2 separate regions of the Bombyx mori genome follow, and region 2 is linked to region 1. A link is a contact called in public Hi-C data. All regions are on one chromosome and are shown on one strand. The core of a region is the stretch at or near the end of the contact, and the rest is flanking DNA. Distances in the headings are between cores, read along the strand shown.

Region 1 (6,289 bases), core at 1,584-4,083:
CTAAGCTTAAACAGTATTTGTCTATTTTGATCGATCTTAACGCTGACTCAATTCTAAAGATATAACGTTTTATAGCTATTTACATCAAGTATTTTAAGTATATTCTTTGACCGTGCTACACCGTGCTTAATTAATTAAACAATCGCATCATTTCATTTGAAAAAAGTCAAATAATACACTAATAAAACTAATAATTCGAATCCAACGCAAATGTGTAAGAAGATTCTAATATAATAATTACTTAGTGACGAACGGAACTGTACTTGTAAAATTACATCTTGATCTATCGTCGTAAGTTAGGACGTCGAAACGCTGACAACTGACAAGGAAACTGACCAAGTAACTGTCCTCTGATAACATTTCCTGGCGCGATAAGAAGTAATCACTTGCTTGCATTTAAAATTTATCGCTTCCTTGAAACTGCGAGATACAGATAAGGCCCTCGTTAGAAAGCAAATTTCAAAGTACCTATGCCCTACACTGGCCTACACATAGACACAGGGAGGCACCTTGAAGTTTTATTTGTTTAGGATCGCAATAACGGCACCTCTAACTGAACCTAAAATGGAACTTTGTTAATTGATTACATTCGGAATTCAGTTTGTTTGTTTGTTTACATGGCGTTATTTAAATGAATCCTAGTTAAATAACCTGACCTATAAGTAAATACACTCCCAAAGTTGTTATAAAAATAGTTTACGCTTTTTTTTGTTTATTGTTTGTAAAATGTCCATCGCCAATAGTTCAGAACTTAGGTACCTACTATGTGTATACACTCTACGAAACACTTTTGTGTTTCAACTCTATGATTCTGTAGGGTACCTGTTATTCGTTATTAGGTGGGCGGTGAGCACGTCTAAACCACCTACTCCAACAAGAGAAAAGTTAAAGGCACGGAAAACCGGATAACTCTTGGAGCTATGGATTTTATGCAATAGCCGGTCAACATCTTACCACCTCAAATATAATCAAACACGTGAACGTAAGTATGAATTTCTAAAGTCACAAATTTGGTGTTAGTTTTTTGTATGAGCATGTTTTTGAAGTTATACTTCTTTAGGCGCGTTATGAAAAATTAATCAAAGTCAAATTTTACGATGCGCGCGCACCGTGACACAAAATTAACAGAATGAAGTTGCCCACTAAATCGCTCATTACAATACGACCGACGTAACTTGGCGAGTCTGAATATAGCCGCAGGTGAACTTTCCGAACCGTACCGAGAATTACCGAATTTATACGATGTCAAGAAAAGGGATGTCCAATACGGACTACGAAAACCGTTGCTTTGTGTGCCCTGCGACACAATTGCAAAGTGCCAAGTAATAATAATAATAATAATAATAATAATGTTTTTATTTCAAGTATCCATGACTCATATAAATTGTTAATAAGACTTAGACCTATGTTAGTAGTTATATTTACATCACAATGAATTACTGTGGTAACATCCCATGGGAGATGGCACCACAGCGACCCATGTATATACAGTCCAGCCTGCTTGCGATCATGCTCAGGATACTGTTGGAGCTGGCCCTCACTCTGTTTACCAGAGATGCACACCTCTTACGCATGGTAGCGTAAAAACAATCTATGTGCGCGTCTGCAAACATCCCTGATGCGCTACAAAAGCGGGGCAGCACCACCAGCACCCTAAACGCGTTATTGTATTGAATTTGTTGTTAAATATCTTAGTTATTTGCATATATAATACTTTATACTACTACGTCAATACCGACGGCGACTTCTGAAAGGTCGAAATCAATATCTTGTGCATATTAAAGCTTGATAGATTAATAGAAACTAGCGAATAGCAAAATATTATAGAACCCGGGGCAAAATTCCAGTAATATCTATACTAATATTATAAAGAGGAAAGATTTGTTTGTTTGTTTGTTTCGAATAGGCTCCGAAACTACTGGACCGATTTGAAAAATTCTTTTTCCATTAGAAGCCGACATTGTCCCTGATGAACATAGGCTACTTTTTTTTTTTTTTTTTTTTGGTTTCATGTTTGTTTTAATGTTTCCGAAGCGAAGCGAGGGCGGGTCGCTAGTTTAATTATATTTAATCTGTTAAAACATTGAGTACAAATAGTTTTACACGCAACCACTAACTGGAGTGGTTATAGAAATGTAAGTTTCCAAATCTTTACAATTACAAAAAAAAGAATGCAATACTCACAAAAATGCATGGTTAGAATTCAGTGTCACGAACAATTTTGAATTGAATGAAGTAAAAATGTTACGAAATATTCCAAGATTTACATACATAATATTGCTTTTATTTTTATTAGATTGCAAGTTTGACAAACAATGACCGATGCGATTATCAATGCCAATATTATGGTAACAAGTTAACAGTGACACGTTATAAGCCCACGTTACGCATCTAGAATTTCATTCCTGTCAAAAGTAGACCTAAAGAAAATAAAGGGCGGTCTGAACCGGGCAAGAATTCCAGAGATACCAAGGACATCACTTGCTTAAGAAATGCCACTGCAAGCTGCCTAGCAGATTGTGCACCTGATAGTAAGTAGTCAGCGTGGCTCATGGACATCAAGTATACCGGGAACGTTAGCCGCAGCTTTAAATAGATCCAATAATCTAAATTCTTTGTTATGATGTAACTAATTTAATTAAACAAATTAAGTGACCTAAATTTTAAAGTCGCTTCGTTTGAACGTTAGATAATACAGTTGCTACAAATGACAGCTGAGAGTAAAGTCATAAAACAATAAGATAAAAAAAACAACATAAAACATATGGCTTGTTAGAATCGAGATATCTCACAGAGAGAGCCGGATGGACCAATCAACGATATGTGAGTCACACGCAGACAAGCACAGACGCCACCGAAAGCGGTGCAGCGATACCATGTTGTTGAAAAAAAGGGACGGCCTAAACTCCTAAAATTTGATGGCCGCGTTGTATCACTTGACAAAAATGTATGATGGTAAACAGATTTTTTTTAATACGTTTCACGGCTTGTCTTGTAATACAAAATAGTGTTGACATCACACTCGTGGTAGTATGCTACTCGATAGACGACTCATTCTTTGAGTCTTCACTAATTATAAATAATTCTTAAAGAGTAATAGCTTAGAAGAGTGTCAGCGTGAAACTTAACAAATACGAATCGTGAATTGAATAGTGCTTACTTATAAAGGTGACTGCGAACTATCCTCTCAAACCTATCCTCTAACTACACCTATATGACATCAAGTATATTAGACAAGACGTAGAAGCTGTGAACGAAATCAATCTAAAGGTCAGGAAACTCTTGAGGTCAGGAAACTATTGTTGAGAAACCACTTTCTTCTCTGCCCGACAGTTGCAGAGCAGAAATGCCATTTTCTGTTGAAAACATTAAAAATTGATCTAATGTGGTGGTTATTAATTAAGTGCTTTGTAATATTCGTATTATCCTGTCGCTAACAGATTCGTACTCCATTACAATCCTTAGATTCTTTGGAAGAAAAAGGCAACTCCATTTCTGCTGAATGCACGAAGGGGGCGGCCGCCAGAGAGGAATGGCGGTATGTTGTGAAGCTTACCACCAACACCTGAAGTGATGACCACGACCATTCAGTCTAGAGCGATACTGACTAGGAAGAAGAATATTATTAAACCGGTGGATTATAAAATAATACACATGACTGAATTTATCACAAGTTGTACATTTTAAAGCGTGTCTAATATTAGATGATAACCAGTATAAAAGTACTTTAACTATGATTTTTATTGCACATCTTGAGCCGTGGTTCGTTCACCTATTTATATAAAAAAGAGCATACAACCCATCTGGTGGTAAGTTCTTATAATCGGCAATAAATTCTGGCGCATACCAAAGTTTTTTTGTAAATTTCATTTTTGTTGTAGATGATATTATTATATTTAGGAAACACCGTGGAGCTAATTCCAGAACCGAATGATTCGTGACAATGATGACGAACTGTGTTGTGGCTTACCTTCAGATGGTTTTAATACGCTTTTATTAGCTTCAGACGTATGTATGTTAGTATGTAACGGAATCTTTGAACATGATTTTGACCCCCTTCACAACGTCGGATTAACTCGAAATTTGGTATACTTATTAAGGACCGATGACAAATCAATATTAAAAAAAATAAAAAAAGTGAAATTCAACTAAAAAATGAAAAATAAATAATAGTTTAAAAAACTAACAAAATACGCTTTTATAGAAAATCCAAGTAAAAAATAGAAAAAGCTTTTTTTACCATAAAATCATTTTTTCTTACACTATTTTTAATTCAAATTTATTTTCTATTTTCTAGTTAGATTTTCTATAAAAGCGTATTTTTTTAGTTTTTTAAAACTATTATTGTTGAAAATAGTGTTCAACAGCAGACAGGAGCGTGACTATGCCCCGAAAAGTGCTTGCGTTCTTAAGCGAGCAAAATAAAACTGATTAACACATCATTTGTGTCAAATTACTTACACGTGTTTATGTTGAGATTGTTCCTTATTTTACAAATTGTAATTGACCCACGAGTTGTCGTTTGCATTAAATATAAAGTATCACCATTCGAATGCAACGTCATGCAATAATGGATCGCAAGACAATCATGATTTTTAAATGATGGTAATGAAATGGAACTGACTCGCCGAAGAAGATTGCGTAACTGTTCTTGAAATCGCTTTCTAGAGGCATTCGGCGTCACCTCGTCGGCACCGTGATAAGCGAACCTTACATAAATTGTTGCTTGTGGATAAAGGCCAGTGACTACTGCTACTGTTTACCCACCTCATGTCACTCATGCTATCATTTTGTTCTAACAGCGCGTGTTTCCGATTTCGTAGATTTTCGTATTTTAATCAGTCTGAATTTATCGATTTCATACGTAGATAAAAAATCAGATACCCGCTTTTTTAAATTTTTATATATATGTACTAATAATGATATACAATGAATCTATTTCAAAATATTAAACTATAATGCATCACATATTTTAATTAATTTATAGTTAGCAATGAAACAAACTAATTTCTCTAGTTATAACTAGTTAATCTAATTTTAAACATCAATTCCTTATTTTACTAGTTCTCGTTGGGGTTGATTTGTTGACAAAATAAGAGTCAACAAGTATATAGGTATGTAAGTCAATAAGTAAGTAAGTTTCGTTTTTCCCACCATTAGATTATAAAGATCTTCCCCGTTTCTAATAAAAAAAAATATTTTCACTAGCTTAAACGAATTCAATAGTGAAGCAAGGTTCTTTCATATTCTGGTGGCTTTTAAATAAATATGTATAATCAGATATTTTGAAAAAACTCAAGCAAAACAACATTACATTTGAATTGAATCTGTCAATTATGAATATTCTCTACGTTCTTTCTCATTCTCATTTTCGTGGAAATCTTTGCTGAATATTCTTGTGATATTTATCTTTTATGTTTTATTTTATATTTTTCATACAATATGGTATGTTGCTTTAGGCTGCCTATTAATTTGGACATTGCCGAAAAAATTGCATAAAATTGGTAATGCATTTTCCAATCGATAATTGAATGCGCTGCAAGGATTGTATTGAGGTCAACAGATATTATTTTCCATGAAGTTCTTATTTTAAATGCTCATTATATTAATGTATAAACTATCGCACACAGCAGCAGTATATTTTTCAAAAATAGAACGATGTTTTCCTTGTACCACTACATCTTTATGGTAAAACTAAATATTCTATCTAATTATTTAAACTTTAAAACTCTGTCGCCCATCAGAAGTCATGAAGTCGGGGTAATAATAAATAGCTCGAGATGCCAAATTGGCGTATTCTGATAAAGAGACAGCAGATCAAATTCAGACCATACCCTTCGGCTTCAAATCGATCGACTAAAACATCACTCGGTTGATTTTGTGTCCTAATTAGACCCATCACTAGAGACGTCAAGACTCTTTCGACCCATAGGTTTCATACTTCAGTGGTTTGACCTGGTTTGACCGCAAGAAAAAAGTCGCGCCGAATTGACAACTTCCTTCATTTTTACTTGAAATATGTATGTTATAAAAAACGTAAAAAACCCAGCAACTAAATTAAAATTCATCAAATGTTACAAACCGTAGCAGTATCGTTGTGTCTGGGAACTGGACCGTGACTATGGACCCTGATATGGACTAAGAGACCTTTATCGATTGAGTTTAGGAACACATTGGAGACGTCATGAGCTTAAGTTTGCAGTTTGTCAGCATGCTCTGGATTCCGGTGCCAAACATTTTATAAGATTTCATGAAATCTTCATACTCGCACTCGTAAACAAGTTAATCC
Region 2 (5,705 bases), core at 2,066-4,565, 40 kb before region 1:
CCGTGAACACATTAGCAAATCACAAAATGTTATGAATTTACCTGATTTATTAGTTTTTCCTTTTCTGTTTAAGCTATAACCGAAATTCTGTTGATTCCTCTTATAGTGCTGGTTGATGCTACTAGTTCTAACACTAGAAGCAGTCAAAGTACAGATCACCGCTTTCGCCAAATTAGTCGTGGTACTTAGCCCATATTATCAATCTTAGCTTAGTTCCTTCCCGTGTTTTCTTAGTGGGATGTGATTTCGGTGGTAGTTTCATTCACGAAGTTGCCTGTGGAAGCAACGGAAGCGCCCGGACCATGTCTAGTAACTCCAATAAAAAAGGTTGTGCATTCATACCTCAATAGTATTTTAAGGTAGCGCCAACTTCCGTAGCACAATTATTTATATATATTATATTATTACATTATATTATATTTATTTTATTTATATTATAATAAATTATATAGTTTTTTTTTGCTTAGATGGGTGAACGAGCTCACGCCCATAAGTGGTAGAACGTATCTAGAGGACGCACGGGTAACTTAGTTGAAATGAACGCCCAGCGTACTTCTGTTTCGAAGCAATAACGAGCTATCTGTATGTAAGGCGTTACAGCACTTATTCCTAAAGGAAATAAGAATCAGAATTTTTAATACATTCATGTGTATTAACCATAGTACTATAATGTTATAATTAAAATACTAGTACTAATAAGTCCACTAATTCAACTATACTGTGTTGACGAGTCGCGAACTCGAGCGCTAAGGTGTCCTTGCTCTCACTGTCCTAATGAACTACTATTGTCAGTATCCACTTGAATTTAATTATGAGCTTTGTATAGCTTACATGCTGAAAAGTCGTTACCACAGTCAAAGTGACTGAAACAAAAGTAAAAACGTGAGAATCTTTAGTTTTTTGTTTATCTCTGTGTAAGTTTTTCTTTTTGGTTTATATTTGGCATGAGGATAAAATTGTTATGATGGTGTAAATGTTTACCATACAATATATGGAATGCTTTGCATAGAGAATTCTAATTTTTTTTTTATTGCCCTTGTAGGCAGACGAGCATACGGCCCACCTGGTGGTGAGTGGTTACCGTCGCCCATGGACTTCAGCAATGTCAGGGGCAGAGCCAAGCCGCTGCCTACCGCAAATGTACAAACTCCCCACAAAAACCTTATGTGTCATCCGTGGTACAATATACCTATATATATACATTATATGAATATAAGGCTTTAGCATAAATAATTTAGGAGCAAAATATTTTCCATCTCAAATTTCCAAACGACCGGAATCGAAAATATAGCTGCGCGTCTAGAATGTGTGAAATAAGATAAATTTACCCAATAATATATTGAAAATGCGGAAGACGTCGCTAACGCGGACTGTATAAATAGTCTACATAATGGCCGACCTATTTTTTGTGATTTTATACATACAGAAATTGAATACAAGTGATATTTGAAATAAAATACGAGGAATCCATGATATATTATAGTATTTCCTAAGACATATGATGACATTCGAGAAAAACTGTTTAATAAAGTGAATAACAATAAAACGTGCTTCTGTGACACCGACTGGCGGACTGCCAGAAAATATGGCAATGGACACCTACATTACGGGTCTACACGAAATTTATCTTCAACTCTTTGTGCCTGTTTTAAAATTCAACACTACAAAGCTTGCATATTTATAGTCATGACTTATGCAAGTGTAGTGCTCACTCACACGGCCCGCACCCACATAAACACCCTCCAAAGAATATAGCCCCTTTTTGGTAGGACAGCCGTCGGAAGTATGTTTGTGAGCAATATACATCTTCTCGACAACTTACATCTAGAACCGACTAGTAAGTATCTGAAGATAGTGTCAGAACGCTTCTTTAACGAAGCAGTACGGTACGATAACTCTTTTATAATAGCTGTCATAAGTTACATCACCGAACCAGATGAGTGGGTAACAAACAGCCGTCGTCGTTCTAGACATGTCCTTCCGGATAAATTCTCAGTTCTTTCCACGTGGTTGGTGAGTACGACGTGCAACTTAACCCATAGACTCAACCCACTGACTTTCTCGCCGAACCTTTTAAGTAGGTGGCGATTCCGATCCGGTGGTAAATTCAGTGAAGTATTGCCCTTGCTACAGATGCTAGCGAACAGTTTCAAGCTGAGCCCACCAGTCAGGCGAAGTCAGCATAGTTCTTCTAGGGTACTGGCAAATAGGATAGGACTGGAAAATAGCCCACACTTTTTTGTCACTTATCTTCCTACCTCTTGTGCTTACATTTGTATTTTCCCTTTTTATAACCTCACTCAATATCAACATCTATTATCGTAGGCTTTTAGTCGAACTCCGAACCACGTTGATACAAGAGTCCAATTTAACATGAGTTCTAAGTATCTATTGCATTGTTAAATCTTCGAACCGGAATCCACTAATACTTCGCAGAAATAGACGAGATGCTAATACTAACTGTTCGTCTTTTCAGTCCCTCTACACGTCTAAAAGAAAAAAATCTTAAAAACCATGTGTAATAAAAACATAAAAGGAATTAATTTAGATAATTTAGGTTAACCAGCGATTAATGCAAAATTTCGAGAATTTGTAATTGTAGCAGAGGTATCTTCAGGTAAATTGTAGGTACGTGTTAATTGCCTAATATCTGGGTCGGACGTTGTGAGGTCAATTCTCATTAACGATGCTATCACTCCTATGATTGAACCAAGGCTTTAAGGAAATCACAAACATTTCATACTTTATACAAATGTTTGGGAAGCTAAGTTAAGCGAGAATTGTATACCTTTTATATTTAATAAATAAAAACACTATAAAAACGCTGATTTCATTCCGTACTGGTGGAAGGGCATTTTATGAGCTCGCACGGGTAGATGCCACCACCCTGACAATTTCTGTAGCTATACTGAGACCTTAGAACTTATATCTCAAGGTGGTTGGTGCATTTACGTTGTAGATGTCTAAGGGCTCCAGTAACCACTTCAAACCAGGTGGGCAGTGAGCTCGTCCACCCATCTAAGAAAAAATAAAATAATTAAAAACAATATTTCCGGTTTGAAGGGTGAGGCAGCCATTGTCCTATAGAATTCATGTCTTAAGATGGATGGCGGCATTTATGTTGTTGATGTTTATAAGCTCCGTTAACTACAAGTCAACAACGTAACAACAAATGGACCGAGAGCTAATCCACCCGTCTGAGCAATTAAAAAAATTCTTTAGTTGACTCAGCTAAGTTTTTCTTTGTTTAATAGAAGTTAAAAATCAGATGATACATATGTTTTTTAAGACATAAATTATTATAAGTATTAACACTTTCGCTGACAGTACGTCGTTAGACGGGAAATTAACATATTGCGGTATAACAGTACGTCGAAGGACGGGGTAATAACTTTTATGAGCATTGGCAGTACGTCGTCGGACGACAACTTCTAATAGAAGCAATATGAAGAATAGCATTCACTGTCATATTGTAAGCAATCTCACATTTCTTACTGTCGTAACATGATTGTTTTGTGGGTAGTTTAATATTGCTGTCTCAGTTGCTCACGCACACACGTAAACAGTTCGTATATAAGTACTACGTCCACCGGCGTGAGCGCACGCTAATTTCTCGATCAATCAGTGCGGCCAGTGCCATTTTGTGAACAACCACGTGTTTACGTCACTCAAACAGTAAGTAAATTTTGCAAAAATGATATTTTATGTGTTTATTTGTATTGAAACATCGTTATGTTTATGTATTTATAAGATTTTGTGATGTTAGTATTTACTTAGGTATTTTTATTTACTAAATAACAGACTTTCCTTGAAATACTTGGGTCAAAGTAGTATTATTATAGTGTCGGATTAGAATAAAATTCATGACCTTACGTGTAATTAGCCGTTGCTAATTTACTCCTCTAATGTGATAAAGCTTGTGCCCAGCTTGGAAATTTTATAGGTTGTTGATTGATTTACCAATTGAACAATTTGTTAATTTTAGATGTCAGCAAAAAGTTCAAAGAAACGTCCAAAAATACGCTTGTTCGACGATTTTTCATCAAATTCGCCATCTGAAGCAGATTTAGATCCCTTCGAGGATAATGACGGTGATTATGGTTCTGACACGAACTATGAACCACAAAATATAGAAGAAACTGGTGCATCCAGTTCATCAGAGGAAATATTTTCTATAAGACCTCGTCGAATTATATCTGGAGGCCCTGTGGCTTCATCGGATTCAAGTAAGTCTGATATCTCAATTAGAAGTTCAGATTCTGATCAGGACGATAGAACTATCGAAAATGCTGAACCGATTTCCGAATCAGTAGACGACTTACCATCCCTTCTTATATCTCAACATGACAATGATATAGATTCAGAACCAGTGCAAAATCGGATAAGATCTCCTGTACCAGAGGAGATACCGTGGTTACATAGCACAGAAGAAATACCTGATTTTGAATTCGATGTCGAGTCATATGGCGTTCAGTTTGACGTTACCTCTCAGACTAGCATTGAACAAATTTTCGATCACGTGTTTCCAAAAGAGTTACTCGAGTACCTGGTCCAGTGTACTAATAATTATGGTACAGCTTTGTGTCAGTCAAACAAACCGTCAACCCGATATTCCCGGTCTCAAAATTTTCGAAATACTACGACTGTTGAGATGAAAAAGTTTCTTGGACTTTCGTTATTACATGGACATATTCGCACTCCTAAACAACAAAAACTATTTACTTATGATGATCCACTATATTATCATCCTGTGTTCTCATATACAATGTCTTCGCGGCGATATGAACAGATACTTCGATGTATATGTTGTTCAGAACTGGATGCAAAAGGCGCAGAAAAGATTAACAAATTTGTTGATTTGTTGACATTGAATTTTAGAAAGATATACAAACCTGATAAAGAGCTTAGTTTAGATGAATCTTTACTATTGTATCGAGGCCGACTTCACTTTCGGCAGTACATAAAGTCCAAAAAAGCAAGATATGGGATTAAATTCTATGTCTTGGCAACGGCTGATGGTTATGTTCTTAATATAATAATGTATAGCGGAAAAGACGAGAATACCCAATTGAGAGGTGTAACGAAGCTTGAACGGTTGGTAATGCGATTGATGAGACCGTTTTTATTGAAAGGACATCACCTCTTCATGGATAATTACTACAATTCGGTCACTCTTTCTCAGAAACTTTTTGATTTGAAAACCCATACAAATGGTACTCTTCGTGTTAATAGAAAAGATAATCCAAAGGAAGTAGTGGACAGAAAATTAAAAAAAGGTGATCATGTTTGGGTAAGGAAAAATAAAGTGTATGTTAGCAAATGGGTTGATAAGCGACCAGTGATTATGTTGACCACTAGAGAACACCCCCGTATTATAGAAACAACAAACAGGTTTGGGAAAATAGTTAAGAAGCCTATTGAAGTAGCAACATATAATAAATACATGTCCGGTGTAGATAGGTCTGACCAGATGATAAGTTACTATTCTTCGCCGAGGAAAACTATACGCTGGTACAAAAAAGTACTTTTTCATCTTTTGGATACCGCTGTATGGAATTCTTATTACTTATACAAGAAATTTGTACTGAAAAACCCAAAATATGAGTTATCTTCATATCGGGAGGAGTTAATAAAAAAATTAATAGATTTGAAAGAAAACTGTAAGGGTAAAGATTTAGTATTAGATTTAAAAAAACACAATAGCA

What was found. Hi-C and Micro-C count contacts between places; a contact is called where the count stands out from the background.
Region 2: a contact with region 1 is called in a Hi-C map of midgut, with 1.8 times the contacts expected there. The contact joins the promoter of LOC134198915 here to the enhancer-like site in region 1. A contact is called at or near these places in 2 of 7 Hi-C or Micro-C datasets (midgut and whole pupa).

Annotation. Positions count from the first base shown.
Region 1 is chr5:8,979,260-8,985,548 of ASM3026992v2, reverse strand. It overlaps LOC134198919 (a long non-coding RNA gene), which reads left to right. Exons shown (of 3, transcript XR_009973204.1): 2 at 840-982; 3 at 3,466-3,731. Among protein-coding and RNA genes, the nearest start is that of LOC134198919, 4.3 kb to the left of the region's middle. Within about 2 kb of position 2,833, at least 5 of the 8 cell types and tissues checked have open chromatin away from gene starts, as enhancers often do.
Region 2 is chr5:9,020,785-9,026,489 of ASM3026992v2, reverse strand. LOC134198915 (piggyBac transposable element-derived protein 4-like) reads left to right here and starts at 3,315. Exons shown (of 3, transcript XM_062668670.1): 1 at 3,315-3,675; 2 at 3,986-4,226. The coding sequence starts at 3,986.